Linked DNA regions of Mus musculus: region 2 is linked to region 1. The links are chromatin contacts, called in public HiChIP or PLAC-seq maps. All regions are on one chromosome and are shown on one strand. Each heading gives the region's core, a stretch centred on a gene start, on an enhancer-like site or on the middle of the called end of the contact. The rest is flanking DNA. Distances are from core to core; before and after follow the strand shown.

Evidence for each region. HiChIP or PLAC-seq counts read pairs in DNA pulled down with a chosen protein or histone mark.
Region 2: an H3K27ac HiChIP or PLAC-seq map of embryonic stem cells shows a contact between it and region 1, with 5 read pairs. The contact joins the enhancer-like site here to the promoter of Fgf10 in region 1. A contact is called at or near these places in 4 of 39 promoter capture datasets (the 3T3-L1 cell line, the HPC-7 cell line, hematopoietic stem and progenitor cells and 1 more), 2 of 484 Hi-C or Micro-C datasets (nephron progenitors and pancreatic cancer cells), 3 of 115 datasets of contacts at active chromatin or transcription factors (embryonic fibroblasts and embryonic stem cells) and 2 of 9 other capture datasets (adipose tissue and liver).

Annotation. Positions count from the first base shown.
Region 1 is chr13:118,713,368-118,719,775 of GRCm38.p6, reverse strand. Fgf10 (fibroblast growth factor 10) reads right to left here and starts at 5,077. Exons shown (of 3, transcript NM_008002.4): 1 at 4,065-5,077. The coding sequence starts at 4,392. RefSeq lists a promoter at 4,393-5,046 and cis regulatory regions at 5,269-5,279, 5,840-6,408.
Region 2 is chr13:118,772,484-118,778,937 of GRCm38.p6, reverse strand. All of the region lies in intron 1 of Fgf10 (fibroblast growth factor 10), which reads right to left. Among named protein-coding and RNA genes, the nearest start is that of Fgf10, 61 kb to the right of the region's middle. Within about 2 kb of position 3,892, at least 9 of the 459 cell types and tissues checked have an H3K27ac peak or open chromatin away from gene starts, as enhancers often do. A contact at or near this core is called in embryonic stem cells, where this site is marked.

The DNA of each region.
Region 1 (6,408 bases), core at 3,828-6,327:
GTTTTCTTAAATAGTCATGTATTTCTAATGACCTCTGTTAACATAAGTGAGATTGATGTATACGTGCTTTGTGTGTGTCCATGAGCAATTATATTCTCAAACATAATATCAGGACAGAGCCCTGACCTGAAGGATTCAGTGACAGTGTCTGGTACCACGTGGCCATCTGCAATGATTGTCTTTTAACGTTCACTTTATCCCCATGGTCCTTTTACTTCTCTTCCAGTGAAGTTGGAAATGGGTTAGTGTTCACAGCAAAAGGCAATGTGAGTTTTAGATGACTTGTTTGTAGGAGATTTGGAGTGTCTTGGTCTAATAAACTGAGAGCTACAGCATCCAAGGAGGGATAATTAGATGGGGGTGGATTCCTGCTATGCTTTCATCAGTTTGTAGTTGATTTGAAAAGTCCACTTATTCCAACCTTAGTTTTCATCCTTTCTAATGTGTATAATTTTATCGAAGTTATGGACCATTGTAAGGATGGAGTGTCATGAAAAGATGGATTGCATGCTATATATTCCTTGTCCCTCTCTTTCCTTCTTTCTCTCAGGAAGGCCCATAAGCTCTGGGACTCTGTATTGGGAACATCTATTTAGTTGTCTCTAGTTTCAGGATAGATTTTCCTTTTGCTAGATTCTTCTTTTCTTCATGTGACAACCATGGGAGAAACTCACAGCTGCTTAACTCATGTTCAGAAATAAGTCAAACAGTCTCATTTGCAAAGGGACCTAACAGCTGTATCCAGCCTTTCTAGGAGGTCAGACCTAGAGCTGAGTGGTAATGTTTCAAGGGCAAAGCTCTCGATGTAAGGAATGATAAAACAAAACCTAAATGAGCCTGCACATATCTAGTGACAGACAAGCCATAGCTATTCTCAATTATTCAAGCTTTCTCAGTCTTCCAGCAGGAGAAACATAATTCACCCCTACTCTCTTTATTCTACTTCCATACAATAGCAAAGAGTAAAGAAAATATACACCCCTGCCGCTCTTCTAAAGGAAAAAAAAAACTATAGTAATCACTCAATTGGAGAAGAGTTTCTTTAACACGTGTTGAAACTTCAGAACTATTCAAAACAGGGTGTTAGCTTTGGAGGAAGAAGTTAAAAATCTTTTTTTTTTTTGGATACTTATGAGTGAGTGCCTTTCTTACCCTTTGTTAGCATTTTGCTGGCAATGAGCCCGTGAAACAGCTGTTCAATTATCCAAGGCATCACAAACATATAGGCTCTTAGGTAAGCTGTGATGGTATTCTAGCAGCAATAACACTGGGATCAAATATAACCAAAAAAAAAAAAAATTTAGTCTTAAAATAAGCAAACCCCAAAAGAACAGCTTTGTGTACTGGGACTAATTAATATCTTGTTTAGGGAAATGGTACTGAAATGTGGTTTTAGACAAGGAACTAACACTCTTCAGAGATTAGATATCCTAATATTTAACAGGCTACTATTTGGTGGGCTGACTGGCTGGCTACCCCTGTGGGTGTGGCAAATGTTCCTTACGTGCAATTATGGAATCTTTAAGCAACATCTTAATGATACCATGTATTTCAGCTGAATCAGCCCAGCTGGAGATGATAGCAGCATTCTGATTACTGGGCCACATGTGAAATTAAGGCCTCCTCAATCTGTAGTTTTTCACTTGCTATGCTTTGATACACATGTTCTTGGAAAGCTTAAATTAGTTATGGTCTGGCAGTATTTAGCAATATAACCATCCTCCTTCCCTTTTAAACTATTAATTAAGACAGTCTTCTTATATTATATATTTGGCTTATAATTTCCAAAGAGAATATTAGTGATTAGTATATGTTATCCCACAAAAAAAGATAATGTCTATTTTTATTTTTAAAAAATGTTAGGGTGGAAATTTGCTGCCCTTGTTTATGCAATAAAAGTTGCATAATTTTCTCATTTGGGATAGTTCATATTGTAAAAATAAAACTCAATGTGTTCCCCGGGAGTCATTTTGCTAAGTAGTTCATGGCACAGGAATCAATATTTTACAAAATAGTCATTTAAGTATCATCAACAAAAATAGCTGCAGGTTGATCATTACATCACATTTTAAAAACCCATTTAAAACAGAGCAACAACGAGTGAGTTCTTATTAAAATATTAAAAAGAAGGAAGTAACCTAAAGATCAAAACTTAGAAAGTTTATTACATTTCTTCATGTTTTCCATATGAACTAAAGGAAGTCATCCCATGGGGATTAAACAAACAAACAAACAAACAAACACCTGCAATTCCGAGGTTAGTCCTTTCTTAACTGGGTACCACCACCCAATTCTACTTTAGAAGTATTAAATTAGGTAATCTAGCCATAAAAGTTATCTATAGGATCTATCACACTCAGATGGCAACAGACTTTCAAGGAGGAGCAACCATCCTGACTAATACCATTTCTAACAAGGTACTTAATATTTCCAATACTAAACTTAACATAGATTACATTCAAATGCTTCTGCCAATGTATTGCTCATAAACACATTGCTAATTTTAACAAGCCATCAGGATAACAGCTAGTGAAGATCAGCAAAAGTTAATGTTGGGTGTTTGTGAGTCCTCGGAGAAGAAAACTGAAGTCTTAATTCCTGTAATCTTTATTGAAAAATAAAATGCTTAATTCTGTTCATCTGTCACTTTCATCAGGACCTGATACATTCTGAGTCAAAGCTTAGGAAATGGATGACTCACATATTTAAGTTTGCTGGCCAATATATATTCAGAATTCCCAAAGAACTAACACAAAAAGTTCCCCTTGAAAGGTGACCTGGAATTTACCAAAGAGATAAAGCCAAGCGGTCATTAAAGATGTTTAAATGTCATTGTCTACTGTCTTCAGTGTGCCATTACATAGCCTTGGGATCCTTTCAAATAACAATCAGTGGAGGATGAATAAGTCACAGCACTTGAAAGTAACCAGGAAAGGAAGCCAGCAGAATAATCTGGCTTGGCTGGCTTGATTCAAGAAGAGACATGGTACCCACCCCTTCTCTCCCCATTCTTCCTCCCCTTTCAGCCCCCCAGCTCCCCACCCCCACCCCCACAAGACAGAACGAAAAGAAAGACCAGAGAGAAAGGAAAAAAGGAGAGAAAGAGATCCAAAGATCCCCTGCAGAATGTGTGCTGGGGAGACCAGCCTCGCCCTATGGGATACAGCCTTGGAAACAGACGTGGGCTTTTACTTTGAAAATAAAAGGATGACAATGAAATTTGTGTGAGGTCTGCGTGAATCCAGTCCCAGATGTTTACAATGCTGTAGTACTATGCCTCTGCAATATGAGAGGTTTCAGAAGAAACAGTACAACAAGACACCACAAAGCAGCGCATATGCTATTGACAATGCAGACATGAGCGTCATGTTACCAAGAGAAGGCAGGCAGGAGACAAATAGCAGCGGTGCTGCCCGAAAGACCAACTTCATGGACTGCAATCACTCAAACCGAAATGAAGGACCCAAAAGGAGGGGGTGAAAAAAAAAGTCAAAACCAGGGAAAATAAACTCTTTGGCCTCTATCTAGAAATGGTGGGGCTTTTGCTGGGGACTGGAAGTGACTTTTCTTCCTTAAAGTTCCCATAAAGCTCCCATAATTGACACGGGATAATTATTTTCAGCTTGAGGAGTCTGTCCCAAAAACTCTTAAGATTGCCAGCGAAAAGAAACAAAATGTGTTTACTTGAGCCATTTCCAGAAGGGAGGGAAAGGAGACCTCTGGGTGAGATGGGGGAAGGTATTGGAGACAGAATGGGGCATCTCCTAGCAGCAGCAACTGAACAGCACCAGGAGTGATCCTGTGAGTGACAGACTAGAGAGATCAGGGAATCAGGGTTGCAAGGGATGTGGAGGAGGCTTGCATGGTGGAGGAAATGCTGCGCACAATGTATACTCGGGAGGGGGCTGATTTAGTGTGAAAGTATTCCACTTCATCATTTTACAGGGGTTGGGGACATAAATATTTAGCTGGCCACATCTGGAACAGATTCTGTCTCCCCCCCCCTCCCCGCGTGGGGTGGGGGTGGATAATTGGAAGGAGAGGAGCACGCATTTGTTACTTACTGTACGGACAGTCTTCATTCTTGGTCCCGCTGACCTTGCCGTTCTTCTCAATCGTGAGAAAGTACTTGGTGAAGGAGAACAGCCTTCTCCAGCGGACATCTCCTTGGAGGTGATTGTAGCTCCGCACATGCCTTCCCGCACTGGAAGGAGAGGAGAAGGACGAGGAGGAAGAAGAGCAGTTGGTGGCCTCCTGTGACACCATGTCCTGACCAAGAGCTTGGCAGGTGACAGGGAACGAAGACACCAAAAAGAGCAACAAGAAGCAGCAACAGCAGCCCGGCAGGTGGGGAAAGGCTGAGGCACAATGTGTCAGTATCCATTTCCACATTGTACTGAAACTCTCGGCACTGGAAATTGTCTCATCAGAAGGAACATACTGGAAGGGTAAGACCTGCTGCGAGGCAGAGAGACAGCTGGAGGTGGTGGCTTCTGGATAGCTCCCTCTGGGTACGGATCTGGCCAGAAGCGAGTGCACCAACATCCATAACTTCTAGGAAGGACCGGCTGCCTGTCCTCGCTCCGTCCTCGGATCCGCTGCCTGCGTCTCTCCAGTCTCAGGGTGAACAGTGGACGTGGGTGGCCGCGGCAGTAGGAACTGGTGGTGTCGGTCACCAGAGCTCTTCGCTCCCCCCGGGGGTTACTTTGTTCTCTTCTTCACTCCTTTCTTCACCATGTTAGATGCAAAAGAGGTCTGAAAAACAGATGACAGGACGGTGAACAAAACCCAAAGTGGGTGGGGTGGGGGTGCAGGAAGACATCTGCGCCCCTCTGCGGTTGGCACCTTCTGGTCCTTCTCTGCAGAGTCCCAGCCTGCTGGCCACTTAAAAAGTGTCTCTTTGGAGTTGTCAGAACTGGAGGCAGCTGCCCAGGCGCTGTTGTCTTCTCCTTCCTTTCTCTTTTTGGTGGTGCCTGTTGATGTGAAGTCTTCCGAAAGCCACTTCTTGTTTGGGGGGCGGCTGGCGGCTGGCGTTTTGTTGGGCCCTTCTCTCCACCTCCAAGTCCCTTGGAAAGCCGCTTGTAAACAGGTTGAAGCCTGGAGTCTAAATGTCAGTGCTTTTCAGCCAGAGGTGGGCTCTGCCTCTGCTGGTCAAACCTCATTTGCAGGGGTGGAGAAGGGGGGGAGGGGGTCAAACGGCGGTGGGACATCTGAAACCCTAAGCTGCTGGGAACGCCAGAGAAAAGGGAGGGGGGAAGGGACCGGGGAGGGGGCGGGGGGATCTTGGGCGAGAGGAGTGCGCGATGCCTTTGCTCTGAGCTGGGGGCTGCGGGTCCCTTCCTCGCCGCCTCCGTGGGCGCAGCCGCCCCGCAGCCTGCAGCTCCTGCTAATTGCGGCTCCGGCGTCCTGTGCTCGCAGCGCTGGCCACCAGCGCGAGTTGTCCGCGTGCTTTCCGAATTTTGCTGCCCTCCGGCGGGAACCACTCCCCTCCCCTACAGGGAGCCCCTTGCTCACTTGTTTTCCACTGTAGTTTTCTTCTTTCCTTCCTTCCTTCCTTCCTTCCTTCCTTCCTTCCTTCCTTCCTTCCTTCCTTCCTTCCTTCCTTCCTTCCTTCCTTCCTTCCTTTTCTTTCTTTTTTCTTTCTTTTCTTTTTTTCCTTTTGGCCGCGAAAATAGAGTTTGGAGCTTGGCTTTTGTGTGTGGATGTGTTTCTGCCTTCCAGATCCCAGAAGCAGGGAAGAGGGCTGGGGAGAAGGCAGAAGAGGATGCTCTGGGCAAACTCTCTCCAAGAACAGATTATAAACTGATAGAAGCTAAAATCGAGAAGGGAGACATAATGAGCTAGCTTCGTTTCCTCCTCTCCTGCCAGCTTCCAAGGAGGTCTCGGGTTTTAATGAATCATTGATTTCTCGCTTCCGTTGCTGAAGTAAAAAGTTCACACTTTGGCCCTCTCTGTCTTTTTAAGCTCAGGGAGATTTATCGTCACCCTTAAACATAGCCTCTCTCTTGGCGCAAATGAAATCAGGGACCCAGGTTACTGATTTCTAATTGGTAACACGAGTCCTTTACAGAATCACGCATGGACTTCAAAGCCTACGCACTTTCCTGCGATCGCAGATTTTATCACAGAGTTTGACCAAATCCCCTGCTGCCTGTTTTTTTTCCTCTATGCAATTTCCTTTGCATTTTACCATAAAGAGGAGGTCCCCGCCCATCTTCAAACTTAATGTTTAAAGGGCTCTACTTTACAACGCAGCTTCACTACCTACCGACCTTTCACAAACACTCTTGTGCACACCAACCCCCAACTCTACCCCTGCTCTCAGAAACAAACTTTCAACCCAGACACAGACAGAAGTCAGCACAAGACCAGGAAACTATTGCCCAAAACAAAAAGGTACCAGGAGGA
Region 2 (6,454 bases), core at 2,643-5,142, 60 kb before region 1:
AATTGGTTTCTAAAGAAACCATTTAGCAATATAACTCATTATTAAATGACAACATGCTATTCTCCCAATGATATTGGGGTGCCACTTGGGAAAATTTCAGAGTTTCAGAGGGGGGGTAAACTTTAATAAACTTATGACAAGGAGAAGATACTAACTAGACAGCACGTGGCATTCCGATGTGATGTAAAAAATTTAAGCCTCAAAAAAAAAAAAAACAAAAAAAAAAAACAAAAAAAAAAAAAAAAATTTAAGCCTCTGTGCCTCTAAAGAAGGGAGTGCAAAGCCGGGCATGGTGGCGCATGCCTTTAATTCTAGCACTTGGGAGGCAGAGGCAGGTGAATTTCTGAGTTCGAGGCCAGCCTGGTCTACAGAGTGAATTCCAGGACAGCCAGGGCTACACAGAGAAACCCTGTCTCAAAAAACAAAACAAAACAAAAAACAAAAAAAATGAGACCAAGCTGAATAAAGGAAACAACATGGTATGAATATCACCAAATCCATGGCTGGCTCTTTGGAGACTCTGGCACACAACGTGTCAGAGAATCTGCTAAAATACACTTGGAACTCTGTGTTTTACCTCAAATGGGAACTCAGTGTTTAAAGGACTGACACCCCCCCCCTTTTAACTTTATATCTAGTTTGGGCAAGCATATAAATATTTACTTTAAAGCATTTTAAAATTGAGACATTAAAATGTACATATTTAAGGGCCATCATATGATGCTCAAGAATGTATGTGTATTGCTTAATGATTATATCAGAATAAGTTTACCTTTGCCTTCAAAGGAAGTTTGCTATTCTTTCAAAATAGAACAAAAGGAAAGACTTAGGTGATTTAATGCCCTTTTGAATTCTGAAAGTAAGTCTGGGTTGTACCACAGGTCACCAATTCATAATTTCAAAGCTTCATAGGACCCAGACAGTGGCTGCATTTATTGCAAGCACCTGTGTATGTGGACACCTCTTTGGGAGGAACCAAGTCTGCAGGTGTCTCAGATAGATAGATAGATAGATAGATAGATAGATAGATAGATAGATAGATAGATAGATAGATAGATAGATGGATGGATGGATGGATGGATGGATGGATGGATGGATGGATGGATGGATGGATGGATGGATGGATGGATGGATAGATAGATAGATAGATAGATAGATAGATAGATAGATAGATAGATAGATAGATAGATAGATAGATAGATAGATTGATTGATTGATAGATGTAGATGTAGATATAGATAGATATAGATATATATGGATCATTCTTGGAAAGGAACTCCAGAATTTTTTGAGGTTTGTTAGATCAGCTGCTATTATATTTGTATGTGTCTACATAAAATGCAATGCCATTTGAAAGAGTCTCCTGCTTAAGAGTGAGTGAAGGGTATATGGGACCTCTCTCCATTTTTGCAACCTATATGATGCTACAATTATTTCTAGTAAAAGCTTTGGAGACTCGGACAAATGGCTCAGTGGTAAAGATATCTATTACCAAGCCCAAGGACATTTAAAATACTTAGATACTTTGCTAGTTTTAATCAATATTTTGAAATATGTCATGTTTAGTTTAATGGCATTACAATTTAAATCTTTTAAAGTTAAATCTCTCCCTCTTTCCCATTGTAATTGTAATTGTAGAGCCTCAAACTGATCTACTCTATGCTAACATGGAAGAACACCTTGGTCACCCTCACTTTTCAGTTGTGTACATCAGAGCTTAAGTAGGCACACAGAGAAGTATGCAGCAGGTCATGGCTATGCATTTGGTCCCCTAAGAATCACACTGGGATTTATCTCCTGTATAATTCATATTCATTAAAGAACCGTAATAGATACATGTTGTTCATAATATACACTTGGTAGATAGTCAAGAATGCCAAGAGAATCAATTGACTGTGCATGGCAAAATGGGGGCATTTCTAAAATCTACAATTTTTGTTTTTGCTAGGAGTCCTATTTGTGAAATTATGAATAAATAAGTTCATATCTCACTAAAAGAAACATGAAATTAAAAATAACTTCAAAATGAATTCAAAGAAAAAATGAATTTTAAGGTATATTTGATATCAGTTATAAGTAAGTTATTGTAAATCTAGAGGGTCTTTTTAATAAATTTTGAATATATGCTCAACTATTAGTTAATATAATTATAAGTAGAGGAATTTTGAACATGGTGTTAAACGGTTATTTTTCATGTAGGATCTTTAATTTAAGCAATGTTCATTTTTGATCAGTGGAAGACAACAAAATATTTGTATGTTGCCATTAAGCTGTATCTCCAACTCCCTTAAATTTATTTGAAAATAATAGGTAACACAAATAAAGCTGTTATAAAGGCCCCTCGTGGGCTTTGTACTCTTATATATGACTCAAATTCCCAATTAATTTAACAAAATATATCAGAGTTAAGCTTTGTGTTATTTGCAAGCTGGAGAAAGCTTTGGCAAAATTATATAAATTAGTGGGCATATACTGTCTTGAATATAGTTGATTTGATATTTGGATACAAAGCCTTTACTCTTTCTACAGTGTTAAGCTTTATTAAATAAAACTGCTATTAGTAATATACCAAAGGTTTCGATAGAGTCATGAAAGTGAGGTAGATTTATATGATGACATTTATGGCTAAATAGAGACCCACGATTAAGGTAGGTTTCTGTGGTGGCATTCATGGCTACATACACAGAGAGACCTGAGCTAATCTGTTCTTCTTCACCAATGATGCCTCAAGGAGGCTTTGACAGATGTCTGTACCTTGATATTGAACTCTCTGCCCCCTGGAATGATGAGTCAAATAAACCTTTATTCCTTACATGGTACACAGTTTTAGGTATTTTGTCATAGCAACAGAAAAGGTACTAATACAGACCCTATCTGTCTTCCTTTAAAAAAAACCTCAGTTACCTTTGTCACAGAGTTGACCCCAGTTCCCATAATCCTTCTCTCCATTACCATGACTGTCTGAACAGCTGGCCTATTGTCTGGAGCAGTCTCTAGTGCTGTTATTTTCCCTTTGATGATTATATGATAATAATTAAAAAAAAAACATCATTCAGAGCCTGTAGAGTTAAAAACTCTCACCAAAATCTTGGATGTTCTGTGTCACCAAAATATTCCATAAATATTTGATATAAAAAAAAGATCAAAAAGATTATTGCCCTATGAAAGGGAGCTGGGCATGTTACTGTCTGTTAGTTTACTACCAGTTTGAACCTGTCTGGGTTTTAATCAAAATAAAATATCATTTATTTTGGAGTCACATCTGTCATATTGGATTACAAGCACTCTAAAATTTATTTTGCATACAGTAGCAATGAGAACATGTTTTTGACCTGTCTGAGATAGTGTATTAGGCTAATTCAACAATTAATTTCTTTTGAAATAATGTGTAAGTAATCACTATGTTGAGTGTAGCTCAAAATAATATATGTGATATTAAATTTTGGGGAGTTGGTTTTTTTTGTTGTTTTTTTGTTTTTTGTTTTTTTTAGTTAGCTTCTCCTTCCCTTAATTCCTGTTTCTACTTACCACATGTTTTTCAAAGGAACTGCAAGGTCACACTTGAGGTCATGAAATTTGGAAGTGAATTAAGCAATAGCTATGCAAAAGCAGAAGAACCAGGGTTTGCACCCCTGATGCTGGATAACTAAACAATACAGGAAAGTCAGTTGCACTCCGGACTCTTAGATTTTTATTTGTTTATTGGGACAAACTGCTTTAGTGCTCACAGGGTGTTGGCATTTTAGGGAAAGGCTAGTAAATCTGTGTCCTGTCAGCTGGATCACTATGGTGGCAGGTTAACTAATTTACCATTGTGGTCTCCAAACTCAAACCGCCTTAGCAACCTGGACAGCATGTTTAAACACAGATTGGTAGGTTCTTCTACTCCATAGATCTAGGCTGGGACCCTGGCATAAGATTTTCCAGCATGTGAATTTTCCGCCAGTGCAAGGACCACCCACTGCTCTGTACATTACAGCTCAGAGGCAGGGACAGCTTTGATGGCACAAAAACAGAGGCAAAACCATGTGGAGAGGGGTAGAACCAACCCAGGAAGAGATACAAATAATGGCAGCCTTTAATTTCCCTGGAAAAAGCTTTTGAGAGTTGTGACTAGAAGAGGGTTTTCTTCTGAATGACAGGAGTGGGGTTCTTGATAGCTACAGAACTGACAAAATATGAATTTGGGACCTAAGCACTATACATGTATTGTTTCATTGGCCGTGTCGTTAAAGACTTGGAGTAATATCATCAGAGGGTTTAGAGAATGGTTCAGCGGTAAAGAGCATGCCCTGCTCTTGCAGAGGACTGCGGGAACCAAATTCCTTCTTCTGCCCTTCATTGGCTCCAGGCATGTACATGATGCACATAACATACATGCAGACGAAATGTGCATACATATAACATAAAAATATAAATATTTTATTAAAGATTTTATTATCAGATTTGCTTTCTTACAAATATGACTGTAGAAATGTTAAAGGAAATTTAGGAGACTTCAACAACTTTTATGGACATCTTCAAATGATTTGTATTGATAATCTAAGGAGTAAAGATCTGTATGTTGCCCTTAATGTTATGCTCATGGTTGTGACACTGGTTCAGTACAATTGGGATTCATTTTATCCCCAGCCTTTCAACCCAGGGTTGAAAGAATATGCTTTTTCTAAAATGATTTTTTTTTTCAAAGAAGGACAGCATAGTGAGCCAATGAATAGTCTAAGTCTGAGGTATCTGGTATAGTTATAGACATGGGATTCCTGTTCTGCATAATGCAGGCCAGCTATTTTTTTTTTATAAGCTGCAGTGTCTTCCAAGACACTTGACATTGAGAATTACAAAAAGAAATGAGGTCCAATGAGAAAAGTCATTACCAATGTTCCATGAGGAGATGTATATTTCCTATCTTCTTAAAGACCAAATGGTCTTTTACATTCTCACTTAGTAACCCAAGACATAGAAAAGAACTGAGACATCAGTTTGATCTTATGGATCAGAACGGAGGCCAATCCTAAGAATTACACATTTAAGACTGTATTTAATTAACTGGTAATTTAATGAAAAAGTTTGAGCATTTGGTCTGGTGGATACAGCTCAGTGACAGAGAATTTATCTAGCATGTTCAAAGTCTTGTGTTTCATACACAGCATCAAACACACATACACGCACACACATACACACACACATACACACACACACACACATACAAGTATAACTTTAAATAGTCAACCCACTGGCACTGATCTAGTATTTAATAATGTCAGAAATATTACCACGAAATCCAAATATAATTCTTTAAAATTTTGCTGACTTGCTGAATTCTGTTTAAGATATTTCTTACAAATCAAACTTGACTCCATTCCATATACAGTCACCAAACACAGACACTAAAGCATACACATGGAGGGACCCATGGCTCTAGCTGCAAATGTAGCAGAGGATGGCCTTATCTCTCATCAATGGAAGAGAAGGCCCCTGATTGTGTTGTGGCCCTATGCCCCAGGGTAGTCAACAAATACTTGGAGTTAGTGATCTAATGTGTCTTTCCACAGTCTCAGCTAGACATTTTTCTAGCTGTTTTGTCTCATCGGTTATCCTACTTTCCTTTCTGTTGCCATGACAGATTCTCTGATAGAAAGCAACTTTGGGGAAAAGGTTTTATTTGGCTTATCATTCCAGGTCATAGGCTGTGGTTTCAGGGAGGTCAGGGCAAGAATTCAATTAGTCACATCACACCCACAGTCAAGAGCAAATAAATTGCATAGTTGTATCCTTTCTTTCTCTCTTCTTGCTCTCTTATCTCTTCTACTATTCAGGAACCTCCTGTTCCAGGACTGGTAGCACAATAGAGTGGCTCTTTCTACATTAATTAGCAATTAAGACAATCTTCTATAGAGTTGTCTATAAGAGAGCATGATCTAGGTAATGCTTTATTAAGTCTCTTCCCAGTGAAGATTAAAAACAACAAAAACAAACAGCCCTAACCTATTCTTTTTTTTTATTGGATATTTTCTTTATTTGCATCTCAAATGTTATCCCCTTTCCTGGTTTGCCCCCCCAAACCCTTATCCCATCCCTCCTACCCCTGCATCTATGAAGGTGTTCCTCCACCCACCTACCTACTCCCACCTCCCTGCCCTGGTATGCCCCTACACTGGGGCATTGAGCCTTCACAGGACCAAGGGCCTCTACTCCCATTGATGCTTGACAAGGCTATCCTCTGCTACATATGCGGCTGGAGCCATGGGTCCCTCCATGTGTATTCTTTGACTAAACCTATTCTTATTTGAACATGTCAGGAGTCATGACTTATGAATTTCACAAGTGTTATATTTTGAAACATTACCTTCCATTAGCATATATTCCTAGAAAGACAGATATGGTGTGTTTCCAGGTCCAGGATTCACAGTGAGCTCTTTAAAACCATCCAAGTAAATTCTAATATAAACTTATC